2 separate regions of the Gossypium hirsutum genome follow, and region 1 is linked to region 2. A link is a contact called in public Hi-C data. All regions are on one chromosome and are shown on one strand. Each heading gives the region's core, a stretch centred on a gene start, on an enhancer-like site or on the middle of the called end of the contact. The rest is flanking DNA. Distances are from core to core; before and after follow the strand shown. Region 1 has its middle 6.2 kb from the start of LOC107904636. Region 2 holds the start of LOC107904639 (40S ribosomal protein S20-2).

Region 1 (5,431 bases), core at 788-3,287, 60 kb before region 2:
TGCTTGTTTCTTTAATTTTCATTAACTAAATATAAGATTGAGAGGTTTAGATTTAAAAATGAAATCAGAAAATGGAATTGATATGTCTTTTTAGATGAATGCAATGAACCGAATTATCTATACTAGATTCACTACCGACTTATAATTTTGATCATGATATAATAATACATCCTGTTGTACAATATTGACTCTTTTGCTAATTTAAAACTCATTTTGTTATAAATATATACAATTAACACTTAATCTAAACTTATAAATTGTTTGAGAATGTATATTATTTAGAATTTTGTAATTCATGAATCAAAGAATTGTGTTTGTTTAAGTATATTCAAACTCACATTTTTATGCATGTTATAATAATTATGGTATCAATTGCATATATTGTAAAATTTTAATGCACAATATATCATGCATGCACATTAATTATTCCTCTATTCCTAAATGTATCATAGAAGCTTTTGTACTAAAAAAAGGATAAATTAGTTCTTATAAGTTGGATCAAAGAGTAAATGAGTCTTTTTGTTAAAAATTGCATCCATTTCTATTATTGAGAACTGGTTCTTGTACCAACATAAGATACACATAACATGCTATATGTAATTGTCTAGTTATTCTGTTAATCACACTAATTTTTAACAGTAAGAATTGATGAACATTTTAACTAAACTAACTACTTTTACCTCTCTATATTCAATATTCTAAAAATCTTTCTACATAATCTCACCTTAAACGACATCACCTAAAAGAGAAATTGTTTTAGCTATACTAAGGGTGCGTTTGGATGGGTGGTTAGTGTAAAAACAGCGGTGACAGTGAGATTAGATACTGTAGCGATACTGTAACGTGAGACAAAAAGTAGACTAAACGCACCGCACCCAATCGCCCATCCAAACCCACCATAAGACAAAATAGACAAGACTAAAAGGAATTTATTAGGAAAAAAAATCTTGAAATATCACTTTATAGAATTGAATCCAGCTAGTACCTCATTTGTTTAATTAAAAAAACATTTTTTTTGGTTAAATCACATGACATGAAGCTATCGCTATATAAAGTTTTGAAGTGGAAATTGTGTGCTAAAAAAGAGTTTCCTTTTAAAAAAATTGTAAAAGCTTTATTTTATTGAACCATGCGTGCTAATGTGGAGTCACGCCATGCCATGGGCAGCAGCATGCTGGCTAAGGCCGAGCTCCCCGTGCTGCCACACGGTCCGGCTGTCGCTCAACATTAAATCATGAATGAATATATAAAAGGCTTAGACCGAGGACCTGTTGTTATGGTGTGTGACTGTGAATGTGATGCCATCAGCATCATCCATATACATGAAGCGTGGCTCATGATTCCACTTAACCCATATAATTAATGCATCATTTAATGGAGACATTTCTCTAAAAGGTAAGGTTTTAATCGATGTCTTAAGCCAATTAATTGCATGCACGAGATTAATTAATAACCAAGTTGGGTCATTGAGATTGTTAAAGGATAATTTTTTATGGAAGTTATAATAACATCAACAGTTTTAATCATAGTTAAATATTATTTTATATTAGGAGAGTTGTAATGCAGAAAAAAATTAATCCATAAATTCGAATTTGAATAATCAAAGGATTTAAAACCGTATATTATAACTGTGGGCACAATGCATTACTAAAAATATTCCGAAAGGGAAATAACCTACTTTGCAAAAATTTAGGTAAGAAGAAACAAAGAATAATAATGTACAACTCTTGAAGCATATAGTGCCCGATTCTTGTCCAATAATATTAAAGATGGTGTGGAAAGAGAGATTGAAAGGGATTGCACTACAATTGTTGCATCTTTTCTCATTCATTTTTATCCATGCTCACCCAAACTAAATTTTCATGCGCACAAACCCAGTTCTTATAAATACAAGAATCTCAAGAATTATTTAAATGATAGGAGATAAGTCTTTAGTTCTAAATTTATAATTACCTAACATGGAAGATTTCCATATATCAATGGACTCACCCAACCGGTGGAGTGGATCCAGGTCGGGCCAGGTAGGACCGACATGAAGACTTTCTTAATTGGAAGCAAATGAAAGGCTCTGTTTGGCTTCTTGTTTATGTGGACCAAATTAGAGGTGTGCATTTACTAAGATCCCACTATCAAATAAAATAAAGAGGAAAAATATTATGAAAAAAGAAAAAGCAAAAATAGAAAAAGGTTTTAGAGTAATAATAATATTGGGTAATGAAAAACAACAAAGGCTTCTTATTGATCAGAATTGAAGGAGCACTGTTCCACTTTTGCTCAACATTCCTTAAAGAAAATGGTCCCATTGCCCTACAAATTTACCAACAATCTCTTTACATTAAGATGATGTTTTCTTTCTCTCTTTATTTTTTAGAATCAATGTATCTTCCATCTCTGTTCATGAAAATTAGTTTTTTTTTCTAGATTTGTAGTTTAACAACGTTCTATTTAAACAAGCATGAATTTAGAAAACTTTTAAGAGGGGTGAGAATTAAATTATAAATTTTGAGAGGTTAAAATATAATTTTTATTATCTATTAATTTATAATTTCCTTATTTTTTAAAAAGATTAAACATTTTTTTAGGAGAACCAAAATACAAGTTTATCGTTTATAAATTTATAAGGAGAAAAATTACAATTGCCCATTTTGAGGGCTTGACTGCCTACTTTACATTCATATCCATGTATCCAAAGTCCTCACCAATGTTGTTGGAGCTGAATTGCACCGTGAACTGATGAGTGTACCGATTTGGACTAAAATATTAAATCAAGGTTTTGAGCAAAGAACTAGCTAAGTTGGTAAAAAAACGATTGAACTGAACTTTTTTTTTACTTTTTAGACTCAATTATTTGCTAAAATCTGATCTAAACCAATAAAACTCAAAAAAAAAACCCAAATAAAAAAAAGCACTCTAAAAAAGTTAAATATATTAAAATTGTTATTTATTTATATTTATATTTTTTTAGATTTTTATTGACTTTTTCTTTTCTTTTTTTAAATTTGGACAGTTGAATGATGGTTCAACTAATTGAACAAATTGGATCAAGATTAGTGGTCTAACTAGTTCAATTATTGGTTCATTTTTAAAAATATTGGTTCTAGTCTTATAATATACCATGCCATTACTTCCAACACTTGTTTATTTCCAATGATTTTGAACTAGATTGATCGGTCGGATTGGTTGAGGTACTAATTGGACCAAGAATCGATTGAAATATCGATCAAGAGAATGATATTGAATTGGTTGGACTAAGAACCAATACAATTTGGTTGAACTTAATTTTTTTATTTTTAAAATTGATTGGAGCGATTAAACCGATGAACTGATGATAGGGTTTTGGTATGGATTGCCTTTGCTTTGGTTTCGCCTTAATCAATGAACTCTGTGCACGTGTGTAATTATGATTGTAGGTACGTGGTAGACCTAATTATTCACCCACACGCACGTGCATGCGCCCATCTACCATCATGCTAATTTGGTAACCTAATGATGCAGTAAAATATTAGTAATAACATTTAAAAAAAGGTAGGTTATTCCAACCCTAAATTTGGTTCCATATTTCTTCTTAAAAGTAATTACTAATTATTACAAATCAATAAAAAGATGCAGTAAAATTTAAATACAGAAAATTATCATAATATTGTACGGAGACGGATTTAGGGCTAGCAGGGCCCCGACCTCCCTAAAATGAAAAATTGTTGTTTTGGACTTTTAGAAATTTTTAAAATTTTAAATTAGCAAAGGTAAAACTACACTTTAACTCTCTTAAAATTATGAAAATTTAATTTAATCCTTTAAAAATTATAAAGATATAAACTATCAAAATTTAAAATTTTATTTCAGCCCTTAAAAGAATTTTTTTAATTTCGCTCGTGATATTGTAGATATAATGTAATGTGTTTAGTTATGAGTGGTTAAAACAACTTAATTTAAGGTATCATAGTCATCATGTGATGGCTAAAGTCATATATATATGCATATGTTTCCTGTTACATAATTATTTCAGATTCTCTAAGGAAGACAACCTTTAATTATTACATCATGTCCCTCGTGAATTCAAAATGAAATATGCTTTTGGGGGCATTAATTAACCCAAAAATGATGTCTTTTTTTTTAATCTCATTAATACATTCTTTTTATATGTTGGACTGTCCAATTAGTATTACCTTTTGTTTATGGAATGGATTTGAATCAAGAGACACCATTTTTTGGATTTTTTTTATAGTATCATGATTTTCTAGCAAATGTTATTGGCACAATGATTGTAGCTAAGACACGACATAGACATGAAAATAAAATAAAGAATGTATAAATAATTTGAAATTTATATAAATATGATTATGATATTACATGATAAAGCATAAAAGTTAGATATGTTAAATTAAAAATGATTACAAACAAAACATAAAACTTGAGTAGATAATCGACCCAAATCTGTGGCTCAACATTTTTAGTATAATCCTTTTATAAAATATGCAAATACGATATTGGGGCAAATTAGAAAGTGAAATGCACAAATTGGACCCCATTAAAGTATATGGAAGGTAATTGGGTCATCTTGGCCTGCTAATATTGGATCATACGGCCGTAACGAGCATATGATATGGACCACATGGGATCATTTTATTTTAACTTTATAAACAAAAACAATAAATTTTACAGAAATTATTTTAATTTTTAATTTTTAATTTTTATTAATTGATCTTAAAATGAAAATTAATGACCTATAAATTCATAAGTTTTATTAACAATTAATTTTAGGCATAATAATAAATTTAGTTCTTAATGTTTATTTTTTGTGTCACTTTAGTTTTATTTTTATTTATTTCAACATTTAATCTTTCAAATTTAATTAAAATATTGTATTTTTAACGAAAAAGATTATTGGATCATTAACAATTTAATGACATTGACTTAATAACCCATGTGACTACAAGTACCAAATTAGAAAAGTCTTTGTTATATATAATATTATATATTGAAATGAAAATGAAGTAAAACCAACGTTTTCCAATCCCTTATCCCATGACTTTTTCTCACCTTACCACTAGTCTTAATGGCATAATTATAATTTTAGTGCCGCCTAAATGTAAATTGTTCAATTTAATTATTTTTAGTTTTGGTTTAAATGGAACAATTTTAATTTTGGCCCTTCTAAAAAATTTAAAATTCAATTTAAGTTATTTTAATTTTTTTTACCTTTGGCCCCTCCAATTCTTTTAATTTTTTCTCCGAAAATGTTATTGGCATTGAAATTGGTGGTGACGCAAGCTTTCGTCCCTACAAATTGAAAAATTAAGTTCCGTTGATATAAAAAGTAATTTGCAATTTCCGTCGAAGAAAAGTCTCCACTGAAAATCTGGTTTAACCTTTTTTTTGGTTAATAATACAAAAGTTTTTCTGTCAAAATGTAATTTATCTCTAAAAGAAT
Region 2 (5,056 bases), core at 1,099-3,598:
CAAAATCTGCAGTTGTGACACGAAAGCCCTTTGAATCAACTAAAACTAGTTAAGGTCTGAAAAAGGCAAAAGTGAGGCACACATTTAAGAATCTGCAATGGTGACCTCGACCTCAACTCCGGGTTCGATGGTGATGGAAGTAATTTGTTTGACCACGTCGGGAGAGCTGAAAAGGTCAATAACTCGCTTGTGAACACGGAGTTCAAACCGATCCCATGTGTTAGTTCCTACAAAGCACACAAATAGTATCATCACTTGTCCATACAAGTTACTCACTATACATGAAAACCTTGGAGCATACTTCACTTTATTGGCCTGCAAATCAAACCCCGGCCATAGCCAACATAGACAATCAACGGTACAAGTACTGTAGAAGCCCTTATACTAGGAGCCGGATTGCATTTTGCCCCCTTCACTCAAAAAATAAGCAAATTAGTCCCTATACGTTAAATCAAAGAGGCACACCAATTTGATATACAAGGACAAATTTGCCCATTTTTTGAGTGAATGGGGGGAAAATGCAATCTTTTACCACAATCAACTGATATAACTGAGAGTTACAGTATCACATTCACTAGTAACCAATGAACATATAAACTCCATGTTATGTAGGGGAAAAAATGCACCAAGTAGCTCAAACATTAAATTCTTCCAGTACCAAGGCAAGTTCGATATGTTTAAACATGCAAAAAGGAAGTGAAGGCAGTTCTTAATGATTTTTCTAATATAAAATAATAATAGAGTACAGATGAATAATTCAGATTTGCAGTATAGAGCAGGGGAATCATAAACATACAATTTATAAGTTTTCAAGGGATGCTTTCAAGATAAGAAACAAAGTCTACATAAAAGTAAGGTGCAAAATATAATAAGACCGCAACATGCAAGGTAAGTAAAATACCTTCACCACAGGGAGACTTCCTTGTGGTGATGTGAAGAACCTTGGTGGGCATTCTCACTGGTCCCTTAACCCTCAGTCTCTTATCCTTGGCACCACGAACCAAGTCAGCACAAACTATAAATGAAAAAGAAAAATATTAGGATAACCAATGCTAAATGAATTGGTATCATCAATCTATCGAAAGTACTATCATATTGAGGAACTTCCTATACAATTTTACACCAAAGATAAGCAAATTTGAGGTCTAAATAACAAAATTATAGGAATAATAACATAATAAATGAAATGTAATAGTTTCAGCATACAAAATAGGGATAAATACCAAAATTATACATTCACCTTGATCTAATGTACAATGTCACACATGAAATTTGATTTGCAATTTTATACATGAATTTTTAATTTGATTCAATTTTCACAAATCACTAAAAACATTATCGAATTAGCACTATTTTACATTGATGTGTTACATACACAAAAACAATTATATAAATCCATTATGAAAATCATTATATGTATTCATTTCTTTAAATGTGTACAATTGAATCAAAATCAAATTTTCATCCATAAACCAAAATTTGATTGTACCTTTCTCGAGGTTTTTCACATTCTTGGAGGAGAGAGTGATCCTGATTTTGTGAATCTGCTCTTGGGATTCCTCCAAACCAGGCTTGGTCGGTTTCATTGCAGCATACGCCATCGTTTTCGACTCTTAGTTTCTATTCAAGAACACCCAATTCCAGTAAATTAATAAAATATCCCAATCTAAAAGCAAATCACAAAGTTGATGAAATCTTAAAGCGATGGAAACAAATCACAACATGGGATTCATTATTCAAATAACTAAGTTCAAAAGTACAAGAGACTGAAAAAAACTTTACTATATTCCTTACAAATCCAGTAAAAGAAAATAAAGCAAAAATCTTCTGGTTTATGGAATAACAATGAAAAACCAGAATAAAGAAAAAAATCTATGCCACTAATTTAATGAAAGCACTTCGTATATAACAAAAAAAACACGAAGAAAAAAAAGTGAGAGAGAAACCTAAAGAAGTGAGAGATGGCGAGTTTCAAGCTATGTTCTGTGCTGCCGCTTTGCTCAAAAAATCGAATGGCGAAACGAGAAAGAAAGCTCTGTAAAAGATTTATATACGTGGAGGCGATGAGCTTGGGGTTAGGGTTTTTTTCTCAAGGGAAAAAACAATAATTAGTTCTTAAACTTAGTAATTGTTTTCAATTTAGTCTCCAAATTTAGCAAATATTCTCAATTTAATCACTGAACTTAGATTTCATTTGGGTATAATGACATAGTTCTCTAGATTTTTCTATGTCACCACTTGAAAATTTTATATAAAATATAAAAAAAAATAATTTTTTAATGAAATGATACAATCTCATAATTCCATGTCATCCTAATTTAATAAAATCTAAATTCAGAGATTAAATTGAGAAAAACTGTCAAGTTTCAAGATTATATGGACTAAAAAAGTTCATAGATCAATATGGAAGAGGTTTTCAAGTTTAGGGACTATATTTTAATTTATTCCTTTGCTCAACTTGACTGGGTTTGCGGGTCGGATGCAGATATTACTTGAACGCCTCGTTTTAAATTTCACGGCCCAAAGTAGCCTTTTGGGCTCCAGGGACAAGCCCACTAAATTAGGGTGTTTAGTTTATTTTAACTTTCATTTTTTTGGAAATTTATTTGAAATAAAATTTTAGTACGAATTGTCAAGCACTATGAAGTTTTTTTTAAAATTACTTTTTCCTAATATATTGAAAATCTTCAAACACTATCAAACAAACTTTCATTAGCATCAAACAATCTTTAATATATCTATATATATTCATGTATAACATTACAATAATAAAATTTACATAAAACAGTGTTTAATATTTCATATATAAAATTAAAGTTTATGTATAACATTACACATTAGGTCAAAATTCACATATACTTTTAAATTGTATCCCTATTTAGTAAAATTGTAAAATATTTTATTCATAAATATTTAAAAATAATTCTTCAATTAAATAAATTTTAATTATTTTTTATCTAGAAGCTTTAAGTTATTTTCAATATTTGTATATAAAATTTATTTTTATCCTAAAACATAAAACTAATTATAATTAAAATAAAAAGTAAGCACAATTTTGAACTTATATCTCAAAAACCCTTCAAACATTTGGAGTAAGATTTTTAATTTTTCAATTTTCCTTTGTCAGCAGGCAAGGCATAATGAAATTTTCAACGTGTTCTCATTGTTATGTGTCTCATTTTTCTACTCTGTGCTTGGAATTCTGACAGTGACCAAATTTTCATATTAAAAGATACTTTTTTAGAAATTTTTTGTAATTTAAAATTTAGGTTTTGATGGTTAGTATTGTTAAATTCAGATTTATTGTGTGTTATTTTAAAATTAAAAAAAATACTCAATTAGTAAACTTATAACTAAAGGATAATGTTGCAGTAAACTTAAATTTAATAAAAAAAATAGAGCTTAAATTTTTAAATTTAAAAAATATTTACCAAAAAAAGAAAAGAAAAGTTTGATTTAAGGAAAATATCACGTACCGAGATTGAAGGCAGGAATGAGCCAATGAAGCGTAGGTGAGAAAAAAGGACTGTGTTATGTCACATCCTGCTTTATGACCTTTTCTGAATGCCATTTTCCTTTTGATTTTATTGATCACTATTTTTATTTACTTTATATTAAAAATTAAGTGCATTCTTTATTACACTTTTTGAGTCTCACCACTCTAACATAGTCAAAATGACATTTACCTATCTTCCTTTTTCTTTAAAATTAATTGCAAATTTTAGACTCATTATTATAACCATAAAATGATAAATCAAATCTTGCATAACTAAATTTAAAATGATAAAATGATGTCACATATTAGGTTAAAAATATTGGCAGTAGAAAAACTCAATAATTTAATACGATTAACTTTAAAAATTTCCTTATAATATCAGTCAGGTCAGATCAATCTCTGTCAAGTGAAATTTTTTATATTTGTTTGTTATATATGCAAAATTACTAAGGGGGAAAGCTTCCTTGATTTCTGGGTTCTTTTCTTTTCTTTTGGTCTGCAATCATTATTTGGCTTCAACATTGAAGGGATCTCCTCACGTATCAACTCTGTTTTCTTTTAGCAATACAAATTTTTATTTAATTTTTAAAAATTATATATTAATTATAGTAAAAATATATAATTTAATGTCGATGAATAAAAATAAGTTTTTCTCTTTGCTCATGACGATCTACAATCTCATATAAAAAATTTCTCTAATGAGCATTAGTTGAAGTGTTGTATACTGCATTATTTGTAGATATATAATTCAATCAAAAATATTAAGGTCAATATTATTAAGAGTTTAATTCAGTAAAAGTCAAAATGCTAATGACTTGTTCACACACATATGTATAGGATAAGTGAATTAGGTATTAATTGGATTAAAAAAATTTATAATTATCATTCCAAAGTATTTTAATATTTTCATTTAATAAAAAATTTATATGTCGTTAGATTTGAAATCATGTTATTTACGTTAATAAAACATTAATTTTAGCACTAAATTAAAATTTTATTTTAATATAATAATTATATTTTAATTGTATTATGCCTAAGTTATTGCGTTCATAAATTGTATATTGATAACGTTGTTAATTAAATTGGTGTTACAAGTCAAATTGACACTAATTCAAGCTTGAAAAACAATTATATATAGTACATTTAGTATTATCAATACAATATACTTATATGTTTAAATTTCATTTTACTCATAATTTAATATATATTTTTTATTTTAATATTGTACATATTCCATATGTTCTGATTAATTAATTTCAAATTATATTTTTAAATTTAAATTAATATTTTAACGTAAATTTGGAATATAGTTATGTTTAAAAAGAGATACTTGTGAAAAAGACTTCTCATCATGTAAAACGTTGAAAAGGAACTAACAGTTGGAGGACGTATTAAGTTCAACGCGATGGTCAAATTTCCAATAGGGATAATTTCTCTCAAAAGCACCGGGAGAAATTTTATAATATTGAAAAACGACACCGTATAAATAGTGTTAACAGCAAAATGTCATTGTCAATGTTTCAACATTGATCACCAAGAATCAATTAGCCCCACCACCAT

Evidence for each region. A called contact is a pair of places that touch in the nucleus more often than the background predicts.
Region 1: a contact with region 2 is called in a Hi-C map of leaf, with 2.7 times the contacts expected there. The contact joins the enhancer-like site here to the promoter of LOC107904639 in region 2. A contact is called at or near these places in 10 of 34 Hi-C or Micro-C datasets (callus, hypocotyl, leaf and 1 more).

Annotation. Positions count from the first base shown.
Region 1 is chrD11:700,492-705,922 of Gossypium_hirsutum_v2.1, reverse strand. No RefSeq gene overlaps it. Among protein-coding and RNA genes, the nearest start is that of LOC107904636, 6.2 kb to the left of the region's middle. Within about 2 kb of position 2,037, at least 2 of the 9 cell types and tissues checked have an H3K27ac peak or open chromatin away from gene starts, as enhancers often do. A contact at or near this core is called in leaf, where this site is marked.
Region 2 is chrD11:640,985-646,040 of Gossypium_hirsutum_v2.1, reverse strand. It overlaps LOC107904639 (40S ribosomal protein S20-2), which reads right to left and starts at 2,348. Exons shown (of 4, transcript XM_016831076.2): 1 at 1,947-2,348; 2 at 1,490-1,620; 3 at 902-1,015; 4 at 1-227. The coding sequence starts at 1,601. The coding sequence ends at 85.